Regions from separate parts of the Mus musculus genome. Here region 1 is linked to region 2. Evidence: chromatin contacts called from public promoter capture Hi-C data. All regions are on one chromosome and are shown on one strand. Each heading gives the region's core, a stretch centred on a gene start, on an enhancer-like site or on the middle of the called end of the contact. The rest is flanking DNA. Distances are from core to core; before and after follow the strand shown. Region 1 holds the start of Acly (ATP citrate lyase). Region 2 holds the start of Nek8 (NIMA (never in mitosis gene a)-related expressed kinase 8).

Evidence for each region. Promoter capture Hi-C pulls out the DNA fragments that hold promoters and counts their contacts.
Region 1: a contact with region 2 is called in a promoter capture Hi-C map of cranial neural crest. The contact joins the promoter of Acly here to the promoter of Nek8 in region 2.

Annotation. Positions count from the first base shown.
Region 1 is chr11:100,526,602-100,529,301 of GRCm38.p6, reverse strand. Acly (ATP citrate lyase) reads left to right here and starts at 1,302. Exons shown (of 28, transcript NM_134037.3): 1 at 1,302-1,507.
Region 2 is chr11:78,175,371-78,178,070 of GRCm38.p6, reverse strand. Nek8 (NIMA (never in mitosis gene a)-related expressed kinase 8) reads left to right here and starts at 1,405. Exons shown (of 15, transcript NM_080849.3): 1 at 1,405-1,511. The coding sequence starts at 1,465. It also overlaps a transcript of Tlcd1 not described here.

The sequences.
Region 1 (2,700 bases), core at 53-2,552, about 22 Mb before region 2:
GAGTGGTGGCACGCCTTTAATCAGGAGGCAGAGGCAGGCGGATTTCTGAGTTCGAGGCCAGCCTGGTCTACAAAATGAGTTCCAGGACAGCCAGGGCTACACAGAGAAACCCTGTCTCGTAAAAAACAAAACAACAACAACAAAAAAAAAACCCAAACAAACAAAAAAAGGAGCACACGCTGGTCAAGAATGGGTGTTACAAGTTCAGCCATCCAAAGACTGGCCGAAAAGGGCCTGGGAGTGGGGGGCCTTGGGAAAGTGTTTGCCCAGGAGAGTGTTGCAACATTGTTGCAGGGAGCTTTTGACCCAGGGTTTTTTGCCAGGGGCACAGCCATGCAGATTCTCTGCACCCTGGGCTGACGCATCACCTGAGCTGATTAAAGGATGATTCTGGCCTCCTTCCTAGAGCTGGAAAATTGTTAGTTTCTGGGTCCATCTGGGAAGACATACTGGGACTAGGGGACAAGCAAGAGAGGCTTCCACTCCAGGGAAGCAGTGAATTCCTGATTTCCAGGACCTTATGATTTATCTATTCTGCCCCAGAAGTTCTCGGGTACCTGTTAGACTGGGCGCTCCAGTTTTGGGTTTGGAAAATATGTTCTATCTTTCGCAAGTAACAGAAAAGAGGAGGTTGTTCATTGCTTTCGGTGTCTTAGTTTGAGGTTGGGGGAGGGAGCAAGAGGTTGGGCAGGGATGGCCCCAGTCCTAAGTTTTAATCTCAGATAAATGATCAGCTCCGCCCAGATCCGCGCTCAGGTGAGCCTGTAAGAGGACTCGCGTTGGGACTGGCGTCCTTCTGGCCTCACTAGTTTACCCCTTCCTCCAATCTATGTCCTAGGTCGGACAGTCTGATTGTGTAGCGTGGTCGTGTAGACTGGCTCTGGTAAATTCCCTGGGGAGGGTTCCAGGAGCGGAGAGGCGACACGTGTGAAAGGAAAGCAGACGTAGCTTTTCAAAAGCAGGTCTAACGCACTGGGTTTGGTGTGGCGGCTTACAAGAGCCTGGGATAAGAACGTCAGTTGCTCTCCTGGGAGGGAGGAAGAGGACGCCAGGTCCAGGGAGAAGTGCTATAGCCTTTTGGGCCAACAACCCCCTCCCTCAGCTACCCAACCCGGCGGCTGGCCGGCCCAGCCCCTGAAACGATCAGGCCACAGCCCCCAGCCTCGTAGGTTCTCCTCCTAGAGCCGCCCGGCCCATCTCCCCATCCTAGGCCCCGCCCACGGCCCCGCCCACGTCCGGGACTACAAGTCCCATCAGCCCCAGGTCAGGCCTGAGGGCGGGGCCACCACAGCAGCGAATGGGGAGGAGCCTAGAGCTCAGGCTAGGGAACGCGTGTGCCCAATCGCCGGGCTGCTTAGCCTGTGAGCTGATGGGGGGCGGGGAGGAGCCCACTTGGGCCGGAACAAAAGCCGGATCCCCGGCTGCTGCAGGCGGCTGGAGCGATCCGAAGAGTTGGGGTGAGCTGGTGCTTACGGACAGAGAGCCACACTCAGGCTTTCTCGAAGAGGTGAGTACGGCAGTCGTAGGCGCGGGTGCGACCCCCCAGTACCCACTAAGCTTCCTGCTTCCCTCCCCCAACCCGGAACCACCTCCGGGCTCCCTGGCTGGGCGCTCCCGCGCGCTCCCTGCACCTGCTCGGAAGTTTTGTGCGGGTCTAAGCTTTATAGTAGTCTTCTCCCCAGCCGCGGGCCGCATGTCTACACCCTCCCAATCCTATTCTAGTTCCTGGGAGTTTGCACATTGCTTGCCACCGACCTTACTTCTCCCTCCTCCGGATTGCCTTTGCGCGTCCTGCTTCTTCTCAGCTCCACCCAGGGCCAGCTCTCGAGTCTAGTCGGGCTTTTTTTGGGACACTTTTTTGGGCCCCATTCGGGTTCCCCACCGGATGCCGGGGCGGGTAGTAGAGATGGCGGTGGCTACTCTCTCCACGCCGGCCGCTCGCAAGCCGGACTCAAGCAGGCCTGTCCTGTTAGTTCTGTGGTGAATCCCTTAAGCTCTATGTCGAAGTGTAGGGAGCGGGCCCTGGCCACGCGGGGTCGTGCTGCTTCAGAGTGCCTGAGGCCTTGCTGCGAGGACTTGGCTCCGGAGCGACGGCGCTGGATGGGCTCTCCCTGCTAAGGAGCTCCCTACTGGTGTAGCCCCCAAACAACAGATGGTCGGAGTGCTCAGGAGTCTGGATGAGACAAGCACCTAGGGTGTGTGTATGTGCGCGGGCGCGCGTGTGTGCAAAGGATGCTACCTACCTCTACCTCCTGTCAGGCCTGGCAGAGGTCTGGTCCCCAAAGCTTGCTGCTTTCTTCAGTCTTGAAATTCTGCTATGAGGGATCCCTCCTGACATAATTTTGGAAAGGACAGCATAAGGCACTTTAGTCTGCCAGCCAACCCTGTCTGTCCCCGCTTTAACTTTGCTCAGCATGTCGGGTTTCTTTACTATCGAGAGATAACTGTCCTGGAAAGATCATTTCCACCTCTTAGAAAGCTGCTTAAACGCTCCCCTCTGCGGGGGGGGGGGGCAGTAAAAGGAGGCCTTGAAGACAGAGTAGCTGCTGTTTTTAATCTCTATTTAGACACTGTCTGCTGTAGCAGGGAATACTCGGAAGAGTTCTGTCCGTTCCTTTGCTATAGGGGATTGCTTGCTTGTCATCCCCTCCCCCTCCCCAGCCCTTAAAGTGAGAGTGTTTTGTCGACCCTCCTCAGTGG
Region 2 (2,700 bases), core at 156-2,655:
AGGCTGCCGATTTGCCCAGACAGCTGGGGTGACCCTCTCTCCAGGGCAGCGGCCTGGAGTAGATGCGGCTTCTGGCCACTAGGTGTCAGTCTGTCCTCACTGTGATGCGGGATCCAAGCCCGCCTCCACTCCAGAGAGTAAGGCAGTTGCTCTGCGGAGCGGGATCGGCAGACCAGGAGAAAAGGAGCAACCCAGAGGCGGTGCTGAATGAAGGGAGTGTGCCTTTGGGAGGTGGAAGTGGACAACGAGGGCAAAAAGTGGGGACTAGGAGAACGGTGTTTCAAGATGTTGAGGGGCAAAAGCCCAAGCTCAGACTCCCAGGCACCTATGCCTTTTGGGTATTTGCTGCCTTCCCTGATGGTTCCAGGGTTACACATTAACTCCCAGAGGTCCCCAGGGTCACTCAAGGCCCATTCGGTTACTAAGTGATAGCACGATGTAATGTTTTGTGTGAGCGTTTTACCCCAGCACTCCCTCTTTGCTTCCCCAGCCAACTCCGGCCTGAGCCAGTGACCACAGGTTCCCTCCACGTAGGCTAGTTTGGGGCGGGGCAGGGACAAAAAATAAACAACCCTTCTCTCGCCCACTGAGAAATAGGAACGTTGTTAGCTAAGGACCACCTCCTGAATACTGACATTTTATAACTCCCTTAGAGCTGCAGGCGTCATGAAGAAGTCAGGATTTCATTCATCCTGGTCGAAACCCTAGCAGCGATACCAACCAGCCCACTATTTCTGGACAGAAGCATAGAACCTTCTCTGGGTTTCCCCCTACCGCGACGCTATAAGTTTTGAGTAAAGCTCCGAGTCCCCCTACGGCAGCGTTTTGTGCGGATTCTGAGAAACCGAGAGCACTGTGCTCAGTAGTTGTTACAACCAAGAGACCACGTCATGTACTCTTCAGGTGAATCAGTTTGTCCAACTGGGGTTTTCCCGGTCCCTCCCTCGGCAAACACCAAATAACGCCGCTCCTCTCCCCACACAGACCGGCTCGGTTTTGGTGGTTTATACTTTACGTGCCAATCATGAGAATCCCTTTATCTTTCTGAGGTAGTGCCAACTCGTCCCGGACAGTGGGGACTGTATCGATCTTCGCATTCCACTCGCATTAGACCTCTGAAAGAACAATCTTGTTTTTTTGCCGGGCAACATAAGTGGGCGCCTTATCGCTCCAGTCTAACTACCTATGCCCAAGTCACGCGTGTGCGATGTGGCTGGTACGGTTCTGAGCACTGAGGGACTCGTCAAGAAACCCAGAACGACTATTCTCTGATCCCTCGTTGGGGAAACACGACTTAGCCTCTAGGTTGAGTTCAAAGTCAGAGAAAGACGCCGGACTCGACAGACGCCCCCGTTTCGCCGGCTCCGCCCTGCAAAAGTTTTACAGCAAGGAGGAGGAGCTCCCAGATGGGAGGGTCCGCGCACGCGCCGCACCGGGATTCCAGAAGCGTAACTGAGAAATGAGATGGAGAAGTACGAGCGGATCCGAGTGGTGGGAAGAGGTGCCTTCGGGTGAGCCAGGGCGCTGGGGAGGAAATGCTAAGGGAGAAATTAGGGCCCTAATTCTGACCAAGAAATCGTGGCCCTGTTGGCTCCGCCCCGAAGCCAGAGCACCACTATGGGATGCCCCGCCCAGGCATCCGGTCCTTAGGTTTAGGCGGGAGGCCCCGCCCACAGCCAAACCACGCCCTCCAGACCAGCCTGTGCCCTTGGAAGATAGTTTTTCCCTGTAGATTGGTTATTCTTTGCTTCAACTGATAATAAGCGTAAACTGCACAGGTCAGACTGCCCGGAGTTTACAGTTATGACCAAAACAGGCGAGGTACTTCCCCTTTACGAACATAGCCCATAGGTAGTTGATCCAAACAAACAAGATATTGTTAAAACAGTTAATGAAGTTTGAGCAGTTATCAACAGTAAGAGACCGTGCACCAGGTGGGGTGGTACACGCTTGTCATTTCAGTACTTGGGAGCAGATGTAGGAGCATTGCTGTGAATTCGAGGCCAACCTGGACTACATAGAGATTGTCTCCAAAAGAAAAGACAAGCAAGAGCTGAAGAGATGGTTAAGAGCACAGACTGCTCTCCAAAAGGTCCTGAGTTCAAATCTCAGCAACCACATGGTGGCTCACAACCATCTGTATAATGAGATCTGACGCCCTCTTCTGGTGTGTCTAAAAATAGCTACAATGTACTTAGATATAACAAATCTTTAAAAAAGAAAAGAAAAGCAGTTTTTTTTTTTTTTTTTTTTTTTTTTTTTTTTGGTTTTTCGAGACAGGGTTTCTCTGTATAGCCCTGGCTGTCCTGGAACTCACTCTGTAGACCAGGGTGGCCTCGAACTCAGAAATCCGCCTGCCTCTGCCTCCCGAGTGCTGGGATTAAAGGCGTGCGCCACCACGCCCGGCAGAAAAGCAGTTTTTATGGTATACTCTGGACAGGCCTGAACTACATAACTAGCTTAAAACCAGTCTAGGCAACTTAGTGCTACCCTTCTCAAATTTTAGAAAAAGAAAAGAGGGACTGAGGGTGAATATCAGTGGTAGAGCTCCTGCCTAGCGTACTTGGGTTTAATTTCTAAACCAAAAGGGAACTTAAGAAGTTCACCAAGGAAGGTAATATAGCCCACAGGAAGGTGATCCAACAAGCAAGACATTGTTAAAACAGTTAATGAAGTTTGAGCAGTTATCAACAGCAGGAA